Linked DNA regions of Oryctolagus cuniculus: region 1 is linked to region 2. Evidence: chromatin contacts called from public Hi-C data. All regions are on one chromosome and are shown on one strand. The core of a region is the stretch at or near the end of the contact, and the rest is flanking DNA. Distances in the headings are between cores, read along the strand shown. Region 1 overlaps JAZF1 (JAZF zinc finger 1). Region 2 overlaps JAZF1 (JAZF zinc finger 1).

Region 1 (3,967 bases), core at 1,010-3,509, 150 kb after region 2:
GCTCTGCAGAGCATTCCAGGGGCCTGCATGGTAGAACCTGCCTTGGTACACGGTCTACCAAAAGGATGAGCTATGCGGCCACGTGTTTATGTTCCCGACAGACTCCGCTTCTCCAGAGCCAGCATCCCGTGTCTCTTCTGTCCCCAGTGCTATGCAGAGGGACTGGGAAGTCTTTATGATCAAAGAACCTATAAATGGCTGGAAGGTAACAGCACTCTTAATTATTAAATGACACCATAACTCTAAGTCATTAGGTAATATTTCCTAACAGTATCAACAGAACTACTTCATCTAAGTTCCTTTCCTGGGGTGATCTGGTGAGTTTTCCCCAAATGTGGTTGCTGGGATCCACCAAGAGATGGCCACTGCTGCTCGCTGGGCGGTGACTGGGTAGTGCTAAGCAGCTAGCTCCCGACGTTCCCCGCATCACCTGCTTATTATGCTAATTAGATCTTACTTGAAAGATGCAATAATTGCTGCAACCCAAGGAAAGAATTAATGGCCAATTTTAGTGGGTAAAATATTCATTAATCAAGTCAACGGAGAAGAGACCTGCGGAGTTTAGAGGAAAGGTCTTTGGAGAGCTGGAAGAAAGGTAATCACCTAGGGATTTCTCCTTTTCATAAACACAGGTTAACTCTGATTACAGTCTCCTTAAAACTCACCTTTCAGATTTAGAACAATGACTCCCCAGGAAGTCTAGGTTTAAACTTCTGGGTTTTAAAATGCATTGTAGAGAAGGAAGACATCATATCACAAAAAAGGCAGTGGTCAGAGGGAGACCACCTTAAATCTTACACATGTTCTCTGTGAAAGGTGTCTTCTTGCAGCACCAGACACCGCAGGTGCTGCAGTACAGAGGGCGGGGAGGAAGCTGCCGTAAGGCAAACACGGTCAGGTGTTGCGGCTGGTGGCAGCACCTCTGTGCCTTGTTAACACACAGCCTTTCAAACCCGCGGTTGACAGCACATTTGAAGTCCTTCTAACACCTGGGTAATCAGAGCCCAGGGAGATGTTGACCAAAAAAAAAAAAAAAAAAAAGACCACATGCAGTGATCCAGAGGTCAGATCAGACTTACAACTACTTTTAAGATATTTCAGGGGCCGGTGCTGTCACGTAGCAAGTAAAGCTTCTGCCTACAGCGCTGGCATCCATCCCATATGGATGCCAGTTCAAGTCTGCTGCGCCACTTCTGATCCAGCTCCCTGATAATGGCCTGGGAAAAGCAGCAGCAGATATTCAAGTGCTTGGGCCCCCTCATCCACGTGGGAGACCCCGAAGCAGCTCTGGGCTCCTGGCTTCAGTCTGGGCCAGCCCTGGCCCCTGCAGCCATCTGGGGAGTGAACCAGCAGATGAAGATCCCTCTCTCTCCCCTTCTAACCTGACTTTCAAATAAGTGAATCTTTAAAAAAAAAAAAAGTTTCAATCCCCAAAGCATTGCCTCCTCATAAAAACATGATAAACCAACCCCACAGCCCTCCCTCAATGCCCTTTTATAAAATTCAGATCCTCAGATTTATGTTGACTACGTAGCTGCAAGACGGGGCTCCTCACTGCATTATAAGGGGCTTAAGGGACAGGAGATGGATCACAGGAGGCAGCCTACAATGACGGACGGTAGGGCTTATTTTTGAAACAAAAAAAAATTACTTTCCATGTTTTTATTTAATTTTAAATGCTAACAACCATATTCTAGCTTCTACATGCCCATAAAGCCATTTCATAGTCCAGAAAAAAAATAATTTTGTTTTAAATAATGTTCGCCATCCACATCTTAACAGTCTGAATGCTGAGGCATTTTTCATCCAGAGTAATGATCTCCAGGAGTAAAAATAATATAATTATAACTGAACTACTTGGTCAGCTAAATCCCAACCAGAAATGCACGGGTACGTATTTCATTTACTGTGTCAAAAAATCTTCATTCTGGACCATCAGCACGGCACTAAATTTTGATCTGTCACTGCAAACAGGTCACTTCTATTCCTGGCTTATGGCATGGTAACAGGGCGCAGCAATTGGCAAAGACAGCTAATATTTCACATTAAATCTCCCCACCTGACCTTCTGAATCAGACATGGACAGACTCACGAATAAGGAATTATTTATTATGGAAACATTCCCTTTTCTTCTTTAAAAAAACAAAACCAAAACCCTCTTAGTTGAAGCACAGGGGGAAGCTAAGGACCGACGTTGTGGGGAAGAAAAGCTGTGGCTGACAGGATGGCCCGCGAGGGGCAGGGGCTGCATCCAGAGCTCCCCCTGTGCTCCCCCTGAGGGGATTCCAGGGAGGAAGGGGGCGCCCAGGGGGCTCCACGGGGCCCAGGACAGAACTAGGAGGGTGTTTCCGAGGGGTCACCAGAGCCCGGCAGCCCCCTCGGAGGGGGCCCCAGGCCTGGGATGCAGGCCGAGGGTGCATCTCGTGCACATGAGAACAAAGCGGCCTGTCCCGAGATGCTCCGTTTCTCTGGAAATCCCCTGTGGACCCACGCAGAGCCCGCATGTTAACCTGCCTTTGGTCTTCCTTGGAGTAGAGCTTTGAGGAAAGCACTTTGGGGACTTCCTCTCTGTCACCTCCGCCCTCCGCCAGCCCCAGCGCCAGCCCCAGCCTGGGGAACGTGGGCCTCCCGAGGGTGCCTGCACCTCCTGCCCCGTGTTCGCTCTCCCAAGGCCAGCGCACCTCACCCTGGGCTGCTTTATAAAGTAGTTACGTCTCAGCACAGTCCAGGGCCATTTTGCATTAACTGGGATGAGAGGGCTGTGAAGTGAGGCACCTGCGCTGCCCCCAGGTGGTCCTAATGTGCAGCCAAGCTGCGAGCGCTGCGCTAGGACAAGCCCGTGGTTCCTCACGCATCCAGCATCAATTGAACAAGCAGCAGACTCTCTTGTGTTTGGGGAAAGAAGGTGTGTGTGGGGAGGGGTGGTGCTTCAGCGTGGCTCAGGCCCTAGCAGGGCGTGGAAGAACTTGGTAAACATGGGCGTGCATCGGAGTCACCTGCAGCGCCGGAGCCCGACGCTCTGGGGAAGGGCCCGAGACAATGCATCTAACGAGTTCCCAGCTGGAGCTGCTGATCCCAGAACTACCGTGGCCTGGTCGGCTCAGACCAGACAGCACGTGCCATACGCTAGACAGCTGGGGTGGCAGTGACTCCGAGGAGGCAGAGAATGCACAGGTCTTTAATCCGACCCGACTGCCAGCCACAGAGAGACCAGGGCTGACGCAACCTGCCCTTTGGTCCGCGACTCTAGTTTGGTTGGCACTCATGAATTTTTGTAGCCTGAGTCACCCATCGCGTGTCCACTGCGAGGCCAGTGAGGGTGTGGCCGCAGGAACGGCAGCCTGCTGTCACCTTGCACTACAGGTTACAGTGCACTTTCTTAGAAACAGGCGCCAGATCCTTTTTTCCCAAAGCAAGCAGTGGCCGCCCTCGGCCAGAAAACAAACCCATGGCTGCTTGCTGCACCGGCTCCAGAGCTCGATCCACAGCTGTGAAAATACCATGGTTAACAACCCAAGCTTCTCGTAGCCGCCCAAAGAGACACTGCGCTAGGAGTGCCTGGGGGAGAACGTTCCCCTTCCGCCAAGTGCCCTTTCCTGCAAGGGGAGGCGGGTTAGGACAAAGCCCAGTGCCTTCGGTTTTCACGACTGGTGCCGGGACACCAGCCACTGAGCAGCAACACAAATGGAGCTGGGACAGAGCTAATAAAAGTGGGCGTCAGAAGTTGGAATACCTTTGGGTGGTGATACAGTTAATGTTGGTGGGCTTTCTGGAGCAAAAGTAAACAGGAAACTGTGGCCTCTGAAAAAGTTCTCTGTTATTAGGAGAGAGTGGCAGGGGCATGGCGACCTACCCACCCCACCATACAAAACCCTAATCAGCCGGCGCCGCAGCTCAGTAGGCTAATCCTCCGCCTTGCGGCGCCGGCACACTGGGTTCTAGTCCCTTTGGGGCGCCAGATTCTGTC
Region 2 (4,209 bases), core at 1,623-4,122:
AGAAAATGGAGGGAAACAGAAACGGCCAGGAGAAGGGACAAGTACTGGGAGCAAGAATGAAGCGGGGGGGGGGGGTCACACAGACTGCCTGGCCCTGCGAGACTGAACAAAGGGCGTGGCCCAGTTACCCCCTCCTCCTCGCAAGAGATGGCAGGAAGGCGGCAGAGCTGGCGTCCAGGGCACAGACTTCCTAGCGTGACATGAGAAGGTGACCGAGCTGCCCTGTGGGGACGTGAGCTGGTCCGCCAGTCCCCGAGGCGCTGGGCAGGTGGCGGGGACACAGGACTCAGACGCGCGCACCCCAGCCCCGCGCCGCGCCGGGGCTCTCCCGTCTCCGTCCTGGGCTCTCGCTGTGGGCTCGCTCAGTGAAGAGCGCCGGGGCCTCGCCGAGGACACCGTGGTCCCCTGAGTGGGAGGCCTCGGCCCACTTACCTTTGCCATCCGTCTGCGTTCCTGCTTTCCTGATGGGAGCAGGCAGAGAAGGCACTGAAGCCGCAGCGACCGCACACGTGCTCGGGCTGGCTGCGGCTCCCAGGCCGCGGGGCTCTGCGTGCCGCGGTGGCATGAAGGCCCCGGCCCGTTCCTGCTCCTCCCATTCCCACCTCGCACTTGGATTTGCAAGAGCTGCGAACGCCTTCTGGCAAAGTTCACGATTCCATTCTGTAAGACACCCCTGGGTGCCCCGCTCCACGCTGGGGTGTCTCCCAGTGTTCCGCCTCCATGAGTTTTCTGAATGGGGGGGGTGGAATCTGGGCCCCCAGCTGCCTGCACAGGAGGCTGGAGCTGACTGGCGCGGTTTGGTGACCGGGAGAAAAAAAATTCGAAGCTCCGTTCTGTTCTCTCCGGATCCCCCTCTCAGGCTTCCGGGTCTCCCAGGGGGGCCAGGGTCTTCCCTGAGCCCCTGCTGAGAAGCCACGGGGCGAGGTGTTGGGCAAATACAGAGGGCGCCGCTCTCGCTATCCCGACCCTCGGGCCCATGCTCCTACGGCCAGATCGAGGCACGTCCCGGGCTCCATCCCCCACTAGTTCTCCTCCCACCTCCTGCTCAGCCGCAGGTGCACATGAAAGTGCGTGAGGGCCCCGCCCCGCCGCACAGGGCCCTCGCCCCCCACCATCTGTGGAAGCAGGGCCGCACTGCCTCCCCGAGGCCCGCCCGTCCCCCGCGGGGGTGCCCGGTGCCCAGCGCCCCCTGTGTACCTTGTATCTCTTCTTGCACCCAGGCACCGGGCAGGCGAAAGGCTTCTCTTCGCCTCCGTTCATGCACATGGAGCTGAGGATGGCCTCGGAGCTGATGGCGCTCTCTGTGGTCCAGGACTCGTCGCTGTCTGACTGCTCGTAGTCCACCTCCTCCTCGTCGTACTCGCTGCCTGCGGGAGCACAAGAGCCACGCGGCATTCAGGGGCGGGCAGCTCCGCTCAGGCCGGCCCGGCCGCCCCGGACACAGTCAGCACCGCTCTGGCTGCCCTGGGGGACTCCAGGCACAGGGACTCCCTGACAGCCCTGGAAGGGAGGAGGGGAACGGCTCCCCCCACATGCATGGCTGAGAGGTGGCAGAGCAAGGGCCTGAACTTGATTCTGTGGCAGGCCAGCTGGGCAGAGGCTTGGAGCAGGCTCTGCCGCAACGCCAGTGAGCACTGGTGGCCATGGCGGCGCCTCCTCTCGCCCTGCGCAGGCACTGCCTGCCATGCTGGTGGGTGGAATCCAGACCCAGGCCACAGCTCAGCGTCCTAGCACGTGACAGCAGCTCCGGGAAGGCAGTGTGTTTTGCACGTAGTAGGTGGTTCCAGCGGGAATGCATTTTTTAGAAAATAAATTTGATCTGGGAAGACCCGGAAGCAATTTGCAGCTGCAAGGAGGTTCCTGGGCTCGCTCGGGAGCGAAGGGCGGAAGTGCCGGGCGCAGAAAGTGAGTGCAGCTCTGGCTCCTGGGCGGCCGAGCCGCGGCTACACACTCGGCCCTGGCCCGAGCCCCCACGCTTGCTTCCCTCACAGTTACAGGGTGCAGCCGGGGTAGGGGGCTGGTGGTGGGGGTGGGGAAGGTGTTCTCTCCTATTCCGGAAGATCGAGGGCCATGCTGAGAACTGAACTGAAAATCTGCACTGTGGACTTGAGTTTGGGGCAAGGGCCGGGGCGGGGGCGGCTGGCAGCCCCTCCCGGCGCTCCCTTAACGAGGCCCGAAGCATCGATCCTGAGCCTTCTGCACAATGCGGCCCTAGAGGACATAATTCCACAGATCATAAACGGCGTACGATAATATGTTGACAAGTCCTAATGCATTTACAAGCCCCGTGGAATAAATAGGAATTATAGCACAACATTAATAAGAATTATATGGCAGCAATTACAGTTGTGAAATTCATCCCCCAGGTGTGAGGCTGGCCGGCCGGGGGTGGGGGGTGGGGGGCTGCCTGGGTGCTCCCCGGGCGCGGTCGGCGACATCAATTATTTCAACACCGACTATTGGCACTTTTATTGGGTTTCAGCTTAATGGGCATTAATAAGATTGTTTGAAGAGCCAGCTGAGCCGGCGAGAGGGCTGCCTGCGCGGGAGGCCGAGTTGAAAGGCTCCGGGGAGGAAGGAAGGGCCCGTGAGTTTATTGAGTGCCTATTATGTTTCAAGCACGTTACACGAATTATCTCATTTAATCCTCCCTGGCGAAACCCTATGAGGTGCGGATTACTGTCACTTTTATACACACAGGAAACAGCCCCGGTGGGGGGTTCGAGCGCGTGTGTGTCCTCAGTCCCCGGGGGACACCGCCTGTCCCAAGCTGCCCTCACCTGGGAGTTGCTGCCTCCCCACTGCTTCCCACGCCGGCCGGCTGTGCTGAGCCCGCTTGTCAGGCGCTCTCGGGCAGTGCAGAATAAAATCATCTGTACGTGGCTGCTGGTACACCCCGCCGTTCTTGGCTACAGCTCCCCCAAAACGCCAGTGCCAGCCTGGGAACGCTCGTGCAGCCCGGCCTTGGGGGCAGGGCCCGGGGCCGTGGGTCCCCCGCCCTGTCTGTCGGCGGGGAGGTCTCAAAGTCTGCTTTCAAGCTGGGCGTGGCTCGAGCCGCGCACTTTGCAACAGACGCCACATGCTGCTCTCCTGCAGACTGCTTGCTAGAAAACTAGAAGTGCTATTTTATTTTGCAAAGCTCTTCACCAGGGCTCCAGAAAGCTAGAGTGGCTCATTTACCCATCTAATTGGGCCAATTTGTGAACCTGAAGCCAAGAGGCACACAGCGTCTCCAGCGCAGGGGGCTGGGATCTTCAGGCCGACTGAGGGCTTAACGAAGCTCAGCAGAAGATAAAACTTCAAAACCCGCGGATCAAAAGGAACAGGCCCTCGGGTGGATGCTGGAAACCACATGGCGTCCAGCCCCAGACAGGCAGCAGCGACCACAGAACCTCATCCACGCCTGGGGACAAAGGCACAACGCAGCCCCGTTCTGAGCCCAGGCAGGCACCCCCGCCCTGTCACAGTGCACCCCGAGACCCTAGGTGGCACTCAGCGTCTCCCACGCACGGCACTCAGGCCTGCCCTCCTGTGTTAGCAATGAGAAGGCGCCACAGCCCTGGGCCACATCTCGGTTCTCATTAGGAGACAGCCCGGCTCCTCAGCTTTTCTTTTCTCTTCCCTCAAATGGGTGCGAATCTACGTGTGGCCAGAGCGCTTTGGAGACTAGAATCGTGTGTGTGGAATGCCTGGCACAGGCGGGCTGCCTGTGGTGAGTGCCCAAGAACTGGAAGGCGGGGAAGACTAAAACCAGTAATAACACTGTAGTAACAACAAGAGAGAAAACCAAATAAAAAATCGGGTAGTTCTGAAGGAATGGGAAACCCTTGCTTGACACACAGGAGGGACCCACTGTGAGGCCCCCCCCCCCCCCCCCCCGTGAGACCCCTGTGAGGCCCCCTATGAGACCCCTGTGAGGCCCCTGTGAGGACCCCCTGTGAGGACCCCCTGTGAGACCCCTGTGAGAGCCCTGTGAGGCCTCCTGTGAGGACCCCCTGTGAGGCCCGTGAGGACCCCCTGTGAGGACCCCCTGTGAGACCCCTGTGAGACCCCTGTGAGGACCCCCTGTGAGACCCCTGTGAGGACCCCCTGTGAGGTCCCCTGTGAGGACCCCTGTGAGACCCCTGTGAGGCCCCTGTGAGGACCCCCTGTGAGACCCCCCTGTGAGGACCCCCTGTGAGGCCCCCCTGTGAGGCCTGTACACTGAAC

Evidence for each region. Hi-C and Micro-C count contacts between places; a contact is called where the count stands out from the background.
Region 1: a contact with region 2 is called in a Hi-C map of embryonic fibroblasts, with 2.7 times the contacts expected there. The contact joins two enhancer-like sites. A contact is called at or near these places in 3 of 6 Hi-C or Micro-C datasets (embryonic fibroblasts, skin fibroblasts and an unstated tissue).

Annotation. Positions count from the first base shown.
Region 1 is chr16:19,567,777-19,571,743 of mOryCun1.1, forward strand. All of the region lies in intron 3 of JAZF1 (JAZF zinc finger 1), which reads right to left. Among named protein-coding and RNA genes, the nearest start is that of JAZF1, 180 kb to the right of the region's middle. Within about 2 kb of position 2,260, at least 1 of the 8 cell types and tissues checked has an H3K27ac peak or open chromatin away from gene starts, as enhancers often do.
Region 2 is chr16:19,417,984-19,422,192 of mOryCun1.1, forward strand. It overlaps JAZF1 (JAZF zinc finger 1), which reads right to left. Exons shown (of 7, transcript XM_070059687.1): 6 at 1,198-1,367. Among named protein-coding and RNA genes, the nearest start is that of TAX1BP1, 100 kb to the left of the region's middle. Within about 2 kb of position 2,873, at least 1 of the 8 cell types and tissues checked has an H3K27ac peak or open chromatin away from gene starts, as enhancers often do.